Regions from separate parts of the Sus scrofa genome. Here region 2 is linked to region 1. A link is a contact called in public Hi-C data. All regions are on one chromosome and are shown on one strand. Each heading gives the region's core, a stretch centred on a gene start, on an enhancer-like site or on the middle of the called end of the contact. The rest is flanking DNA. Distances are from core to core; before and after follow the strand shown. Region 1 holds the start of HOXB8 (homeobox protein Hox-B8). Region 2 holds the start of HOXB13 (homeobox protein Hox-B13).

Region 1 (4,266 bases), core at 796-3,295:
CACAGAGGAAAACTGGGTCTGTCCAGGGGCTCGGCTCCCTGAGCGCCCACATCTCAGAGAAGTGACTGCACCCTGGGCAGGAGCCGGAGGAGCGATGGACTGAAGATGGGCCAGGAAGGCAGCCGGTGGCCCCGGGGGAGCCTCTGCGCTGGGCCGCAGGGTAGATACCAATAAAACGGGCTATTTGGACGCTCCTGCGAGAACGTCTGCAGGAGGCAAAGCGGTGGGTGGGCGGCAGACTGACCCAGCAGACTCTCTGTCCATCCTGGTGCCCAAGATGGGGATCTGGAAATCCTTCCGAGCCCGCAAAACCGGGTGAAGAGGCGGCAGGACAGGCGGAAACTCGGATTCACCTCCTACCACACGGGGTGGAAGGGGAGATAACTTTGGACCCCTTCCCACACCTCTGCTCTGCTGACACCTTAGGGGAGTTCCCTTAACCCTTTCTCCTGTTCAGCTCCCCCATCTGGGTGCTTTTAAGGGCCTGGCCTGTTATTCAGTGGAGGGAAGGAGAAATGTCTGTGCCCCTCTCCCCCTTCCTCTGACCGGGACCAGAGAGAGGCTTGAGAAACTTAAAAGAGCTTTGACTCATTGTATGAAACTCTTTTGGAGGCTCAACTTTCCAGGGCCTGATGAATCTCTGTAGCCCCCTGTGGGGTCTAAATTTCAGGACAGCTAAATTTTAGGACAGGATCTTTGGACACACCGGCCCTTTGATTCCCCTCTCTCCTCCCTCAGCTACTGAGGGGTCAGAAGACGTTCTCAGGCCCGCAAACCTCCCAAACTAGTTACAGAGTGCCCCCCTCCAGCGCAGACAACAATCCTATAAAATCCCAACTTCTCCCCCATCCCCTTCACTTCATCTCCAGTGGCTTGCTGCCCTGCTGTTGTTTAATAAACATCTTGCGTCAAGAGATAGAGAAGAGGAAACGAGGGCCGGCAGGGAAGAGTGGAGGTGTGTTAGTGGGGGGAGGGGGAAGGGACCACCTCCTCTTTCTTTAATTACGCTGTGGGCCTCTCCGGCTGCTCCCCAGGCTGGGGCTCCCTCTCTCCCGCTGCCCTACACTCCCTTTCTCCCTCTGGGATGCGCCTGGGGAGAGGGCTCCATAGCCAACGTCCCTCTCGAGGCAGCCCGCTGCTTTCCCTCCGCCTCTCCTCCGCCCCCGCCGCCCCACGTCGAGAACTGCCCCCCCTTCCTGCAAAAGGGGGGGGGGAGGGCGGCCGGCAGCTCGGGCTGAGGTTACGTGGCCGCCGGAGCCCTGACGTGATAGCACATTGCATCAGCATAAAACAATCCATCCTCGATATGGAATGCTGTGCGGACGGATGACAGCGAGAGCGCAGCCCCCTCGCCCGATTGATTTATGTCGGAGCTGACGCTTTATCAGGCAGTCGGAAAAACTTTGACCAATCATTTTGCAAGGAGCGCTGAGCCGGGCTGCTCCACTGTACTTTGTTGGCTGAGAAGTTGAGCAGGGGGTGGGGGTGGGAGGGTGGGGGGCTGGGGGGGTCGCGTCCGAAAGCCCTCACACCGGTCTGGGTGCCACCTCTCCCTGCTTGGGCGCCGCGCGCGAGCGCTTCCCTTCCCCCTGCGAGCGCCCGGATAATGTCTGAGAATGTCCATTTCTGGGACGCTTAGCAGCTATTATGTCGACTCGATCATAAGTCACGAGAGTGAGGACGCGCCTCCAGCCAAGTTTCCTTCCGGCCAGTACGCGAGCCCCCGGCAGCCGGGCCACGCGGAGCACCTGGAGTTCCCCTCGTGCAGCTTCCAGCCCAAAGCGCCGGTGTTCGGCGCCTCCTGGGCGCCGCTGAGCCCGCACGCGTCCGGAAGCCTGCCGTCCGTCTACCACCCCTACATCCAGCCCCAGGGCGTCCCGCCGGCCGAGAGCAGGTACCTCCGCACCTGGCTGGAGCCAGCGCCGCGCGGCGAAGCTGCTCCGGGGCAGGGCCAGGCGGCGGTGAAGGCGGAGCCGCTGCTGGGCGCGCCTGGGGAGCTGCTCAAGCAGGGCACGCCCGAGTACAGTTTGGAAACTTCGGCGGGCAGGGAGGCCGTCCTGTCTAATCAAAGACCCGGCTACGGGGACAATAAAATTTGCGAAGGAAGCGAGGACAAAGAGAGGCCGGATCAAAGTAAGTTATAAAAAGTGAGGAAATACCCAGGCCGAAGGCCAGGCGAGGGGGAGGGGAGGGGAGAGGCAATAAACTGCGGACAATGTGAAGGGAAAACGCGGCGGTGACCGGAGAGCGAGCGGGGGCGGAGGGAATTGGGAGGAAGGAAGGGAGGCAGCTGGGTGCCCCAGAAGGGGAGACTGAGGCCGCCGGCGGAGCGCCGCCCCCACTCCTCCAAGTCCAGGAGGGACCCGGGGCGCAGGGGCCAGCTCGCCGCTCTCTGGGCCTCCCTTTCCCCGCGCCCCGGAGGCCCGGGCAGAAAGCCCGGGAAGAGGCCGCCGGCCGCCGGCTGGGAGAGGAGCTGGCGGGGCCAGGGAGGCAGCCGGCGAGGCCGAGAGCCCGCGCGGGCCGGGGCGGGAGCGCACCGGGCTTCCGGGCATCGCGCGGCTGGCAGAGCTCCCCGCGCCACGCGCACACCGTAAAAGCCGGCCAAGGGGAAGTGGGAGGGGGCTCATTAGGATTTTATTTGCGATGCAACAGCTTGGCGGAGGATTGTTCCTAGCAGATCTCGCTCAGTAGCCGCTCAGGGTCCACAGCCGGCGCCGGGAGGGGCGGGGGAAGCCCAGGACCGGGTGACTGAGCCCCCTCCCCGGATGCGCCGGCCCCTCCCTGGAAGCCTTCCCTCTGGTCACCCCCTCCCCTCCTTGGCATCCTCGCCCGGATTGCCGCTTCCTTTTCTGCGGTCCCCGCTGCTCTCCTTGGGGCTCCCTAGCTCCAGCCGGAGCTGTTCGCCTCACGGGGAGTCAGGAAATCGCTTCCGAACTTCGGGGCCGACCGGCGGCCGTGGAGAAGGAGTGATCCTGCAAGGACCCTGGGGAGAGGAAGGGTGGGGGAAAGAGAGGCTTGCAGAGAGGCGGAGAACTTATCCCCCCAAGGTAGTTTCCCACCGTCTCCCACCCCTCCAAAAGCACCCCCGCCAGGAACCCAAGTCTGGCTAATTTCCAGGAGGTGCTGCCTGCAAAGAGGGGCTGGAGCGGAGTCTCGGATCTTTCATTTTTAAGGTTGAGAAGGGCAAATCGGTCGGGGGCTCTTAGCCCCCAAACAATAACCTGCAGGCTAGTGGGGAAAAGCCCTCAACCCTACCTGTTTTTGGAGAGTGAGGGTCAGATTTTTAAATCTCTGCTTTACTCTGCTTGCCCTGCCGGCTTTCCCACCCACAGAGTGGCCCACAGGCCTCTGCCTGCTGGAGGGTAGAGAGCTGTCCTGCTTCCCTGATATTTCCGTGGGGTCCCACCGTCTCCAACCTGCCAGGTTGAATCACAAGAGCTGACATTAGGGTAACACAGGGCTCTTCCCAACCCTCCCTGCTCACACCTAAACAGACCCCACCCCCACCCCAAGCCCCCAAACTCTGCCTGGAAAGTCCATTATTGCAAGGCAGCAGTTTGGCTGGGATCAATTATTAACAGTTTTTTTCCTCTTTCATATTTAATGCGGCTGCGGGTCCCATCCCAGACAATCACATTAAGGAAATAGCGCTGCAAATTGGTAAGACACGGTACTTAGTGTAGGATGAACCAGATTATTAATATTATTTTTTGAACTATTCAGGGCTTTTCATTTGGGGTGAAGGAATCTAGCAGAGGCTGAGTGTTATTTTTAATTGGCTCTGCTTTATTTGGCAACGTTTCTGAGTTTAGGGGTAAGGAGAAGAGAAGGCTTGATATATTTTTGTTCCCCCCATTCCACTTAGTCACCCCTTTCTCTGTTCCCTTGTACTGCATGGAACCAGTTGGAGTTAGGTGTGCCTGTGCCCTGAAGGACTTCTGTTACCCCCACTTCTGTTAATCCCACCTTGGGATTGGAGCAATCTTGCTTCCCAATTTCCCTGAACTTGCTTTAACCAAACTGCGAGCTGAGCAGGAGCAGAAAAGGAGACTATTGCAACCATAAGTTATCTGTGAGCCCCCAGCGCTCCCTTGTCCACAGGCTGGAGTTGATAAATGGTTGCAATTGGGTTGCATGTGAATTGGAGTGTGCTGGATGTTTGCGTCTCTAAATGTGAACCCACATTTGCCGGGTGTGTGTGTGTGTGGGGGGGGATATCTGGACAGACACACATTTCTGCTGCCATGTGGCCCAGAGACACAAGCT
Region 2 (4,048 bases), core at 667-3,166, 71 kb before region 1:
TGTTCTATATAATTGTCCTGATGCTGGTGTAGAATAGAAAAGTTTCCATCTTGGAGTTCCTGGTGTGGCTCAACACGTTAAGAACCCGACTTGTATTCAAGAGGATGTGGGTTCGATCCCTGACCTTGCTCAGTGGGTTAAGGATCTGGTGTTGCCACAAACTGCAGTGTAGGTTGCAGACGTGGCTCAGATCCTGCATTGCTGTGGCTATGGTGTAGGCTGGCAGCTGTAGCTCCATTTCAACCCCTAGCCCGGGGACTTCCATATGCCTCAGGTGCGGCTCTAAAAAGAAAAAAAGGAAGAGAGAGAGAAAGAGAAAGAAAGGAAGAGAGAAAGAAAAAGAAAGGAAAAGAAAAAGAAAAAAAAGAAAAAAGAAGAAAAAAAAGTTTCTGTCTTCTCCAGAAAAAACAAAAACAAACAAAAAAGTGGGTCCTAGAAAAAGTGAACCCAGAAAGATTTGATTTGGGAGGGGTAGTGATGGAAACAGAACGTCTCTGAAGACAGATTTGGGAAATAAACTGGTTTGGGTCTTCTGCTCTGCACTGCACAATAGGCCCCAACAGAGGGGCCTCAGTTAATTCCTTCCGTGGCTGGGGCTCCTCTCCCACCTTCTTTTCCTCTTAAGGTCCTGAAAAGCCAGAAGGAAGCAGATGGGGTGCTGGGCTTTCTGGACATTCAGCTTGGGTGGAAGTGTGCCAGGGCCAGGGTGAGTTTCCTGGGCCCCTTGGAACATAGGAAAAGGACTGAAGGGCAGAGAGTCTGGGCAACTTCACACAGGCCAGGCTTCTGCATTCTTGGGGTCTAGAATCCCTGAAACTAGTTCAGGGCTAGTGGGTCAGGCCTAGTTTCCTGGAAATTCCTTAGATCCCAGTAAAGGGAGGAAAGGGTTTATCTTTTCTGACTGGGACTTCAGGATTTTATAAGATCCTCTCCCTTCCTTCAATTTCTCTCTTTCCCTTTTTGTGCCACTCTCCCTGGCTCTTTCTCTGCCTCTCAGAATATACAGGTCATGTGTGTCATCTTTCCATATCTCCCCCACCTCAAAGGCAACCCAGACCCCCTTTTACAAGCCGGCTCTAGATGCTGCATTTCTGCTTCAGCTCTGAACATTTAGCTCGTCCCGGCTCCAGTTCTCAGATCTCCTTCTTGGGAGCTCTGAGTGGTTCCCCACCCCCGCCTCCACCCTTCTCCAAATCCTGAGCTCTCTGGGCAGTAGCTGGGGTCCCTGTGGAAGAGGCGTCCCAGGCACTCCCCTGGGACTGGGAGCAACTTATTACTGCGCATCCGGGATGGGAGGGACACCTAGACTGAACTGGGATGCTAGAACCCGGGGCCCAAAGAAATATCCTTTAATCCCCATTTCCCGGCCTCCTCGCGCTCAGGCGCATTCCCAGGTTCCCCTTTCAGGCCCGCGGCGGCCTCCCGGCCCCACCTCCGACTCCCCTTCCCCCCACGAGATGGCCACTTTATAGGGAAAGCTTTATATTCGCTCGTTAAACCTGCCAAAGCACAGGAGACAGAGAGCCAGAGAGGGAGAGGAGGCAACCGAGGTGGGGCCGGCCCCGCGTCACCTCTCCCGCCTTCCATTTCTCCCCAACCCAACCCCCGCGTAGCTGCTCTGCTCCGGGGGGGGGGCAGGGAAAGGACCCCATTTCCTCTCTTCTCTCTCTTGTTTTCCAAATGCAATAAAAGACCAAGAAAGAGGGAGGGAGGGAGAGAGAGAGAGGAAGGGAGGGAGAGAGAGGGAGGGAGGGAGGGGAAGGGGAGGGGGAGGAAGGGAGGCGGAGAGAGAGAAAGAGAGAAAGTATGTTCGCAATTTCTGCCAGGACGATTTTAATTGGCTCCCCTCCTCCAGACCGCAGCCAATCAGCGCGCGAGCCCGGGCACCTGCGTCCCCTGCGTCAAGACGGCCAAGACGGCCAGGCTGAGCGAATGCAGGGGCCCAGGGAGCTGGGAGCGATTTAAAACGCTTTAGATTCCCCGGGTCTGGGTGGGGAGAGCGAACTGGGTGCCTCCTGTATCCCCCACCCCCCAGCACCCCATGAGCCGACGTTCGGCCCCATGGAGCCCGGCAACTATGCCACCTTGGACGGGGCCAAGGAGATCGAAGGCTTGCTGGGAGCCGGAGGGAGTCGGAATCTGGTCGCCCACTCCCCACTGACCAGCCACCCAGCAGCGGCGCCTACACTGATGCCCGCTGTCAACTACGCCCCCCTGGATCTGCCGGGCTCTGCGGAACCGCCAAAGCAGTGCCACCCATGCTCCGGGGTGCCCCAGGGGGCGTCCCCAGCTCCGGTGCCTTATGGCTACTTTGGAGGCGGGTACTACTCCTGCCGAGTGTCCCGGAGCTCACTGAAACCCTGTGCCCAGGGGGCCACCCTGGCCGCCTACCCTGCGGAGACTCCCACGGCCGGGGAGGAGTACCCCAGCCGCCCTACCGAGTTTGCCTTCTATCCGGGGTACCCGGGACCCTACCAGCCTATGGCCAGTTACCTGGATGTGTCGGTGGTGCAGACCCTCGGCACCCCAGCGGAGCCTCGCCACGACTCCCTGCTGCCTGTGGACAGTTACCAGCCTTGGGCCCTCACCGGTGGCTGGAACAGCCAGGTGTGCTGCCAGGGAGAACAGAACCCATCCGGTTCTTTCTGGAAGGCGGCATTTGCAGGTAAACTGCCCACTACTCTGGATCCCCTCAGCGGTGAGCATGGAGGATTGTAGGCTTGGTTGGCACTTGCCTGGGAAGAGGTGGAGGGAGACTTGGGGCTGGTGAGGAGGTGTTGGTTCTCCTTGCTTGACCACTAGGACTCTTAAGGCAGGTCTTGGCAGTTAGAGAGCCTGGGTGGAGGCCTCAGAGGGTCAGTGTGAGAGGCCCGAGCTGGGTGCTCTCCAAAACCCGAGGACCACCAGGCCTCTGATCTCCCCGGAAGCCTTGGGACCAGCCTTTCAATATGCCGGAGAATTTGGCTCTCTTTGCTGTTGTTTGGGGTTCAGGGTGTCCCTGCCAAGCAGGATCCCAATTTAATTCTACAAAAGGATAAAATAACTCTTAATTAATTGAGTGTAGGAATGGGGTGGGGTGGGAGGGAACAGAAATATTGAATGTTCTGTAAAGAATTTAACACTTTACCTTCTCTCAGATTGTGTTTTTCAGTTTCCAAGGGGAAGTTTAGATTTCCTACAGCCATGACTTAGGTGTGTGTATGTGTGTGTGTGTGTGTGTGTGTGTTGGGAGTTGGGGCAGACACATGTTCCCTTCTGTACCGAATTTGACTGTAGTCTCTACAAGAGTGGCCAAGAGTGGGAAAATGCATGTGAAGGGTGGATGTACATATGCAGAAGGTGGGCAAAGCTCTGGCTATGTGTGATGGTGTGTTTGCCGGCATGAGAGCAGTGATGAAAGAGGGTGGCCTGTAGAAAGCTTCTCTTGCCAAAGCTGAGCAGTGATCAGAGAACCAGCTGGAAGCTGAGGTGCCCTCCTGCGCTTTAGGGGAAGGGGGAGTACACTAGAACGCCTGTAGGATGACCTGGGTGCTCCTGCACGATGACTTAGCTGGTGGGGCCTGGGTCTGCATCTGGGCTTGTGCCAGGCGGTGGTCTGAGCCTGTCTTTCTCTCCCTCCCTCTCCTGCTGCGCAGACTCTAGCGCGCAACACCCTCCGGAGGGCTGTGCCTTCCGCCGCGGCCGCAAGAAACGCATTCCCTACAGCAAGGGGCAGTTGCGGGAGCTGGAGCGCGAGTATTCAGCTAACAAATTCATCACTAAGGACAAGAGGCGCAAGATCTCGGCGGCCACCAGCCTCTCAGAGCGCCAGATCACCATCTGGTTTCAGAATCGCCGGGTCAAGGAGAAGAAGGTTCTGGCCAAGGTCAAAACCAGCGCTACTCCGTGAGGGAGCTCCCTGGCTGGGGCGGTGGGACGTATCCTGGGTAGACCTTGATCCTGCCAGGGCCAGGTGGGGGCTCAGGACTCTGCTGAGAGGCCCTCAGAGATGACACTCTTCCTGGGCCATTTCTCAGGAACAGCCTGGGTATCCCATTTGTCCTAGAGA

Evidence for each region. Hi-C and Micro-C count contacts between places; a contact is called where the count stands out from the background.
Region 2: a contact with region 1 is called in a Hi-C map of epiblast stem cells, with 2.1 times the contacts expected there. The contact joins the promoter of HOXB13 here to the promoter of HOXB8 in region 1. A contact is called at or near these places in 3 of 47 Hi-C or Micro-C datasets (epiblast stem cells, fetal skeletal muscle and undifferentiated spermatogonia).

The regions. Positions count from the first base shown.
Region 1 is chr12:24,877,485-24,881,750 of Sscrofa11.1, reverse strand. HOXB8 (homeobox protein Hox-B8) reads left to right here and starts at 2,045. Exons shown (of 4, transcript XM_021067111.1): 1 at 2,045-2,133.
Region 2 is chr12:24,948,529-24,952,576 of Sscrofa11.1, reverse strand. HOXB13 (homeobox protein Hox-B13) reads left to right here and starts at 1,916. Exons shown (of 2, transcript XM_003131551.3): 1 at 1,916-2,665; 2 at 3,636-4,048. The coding sequence starts at 2,062. The coding sequence ends at 3,889.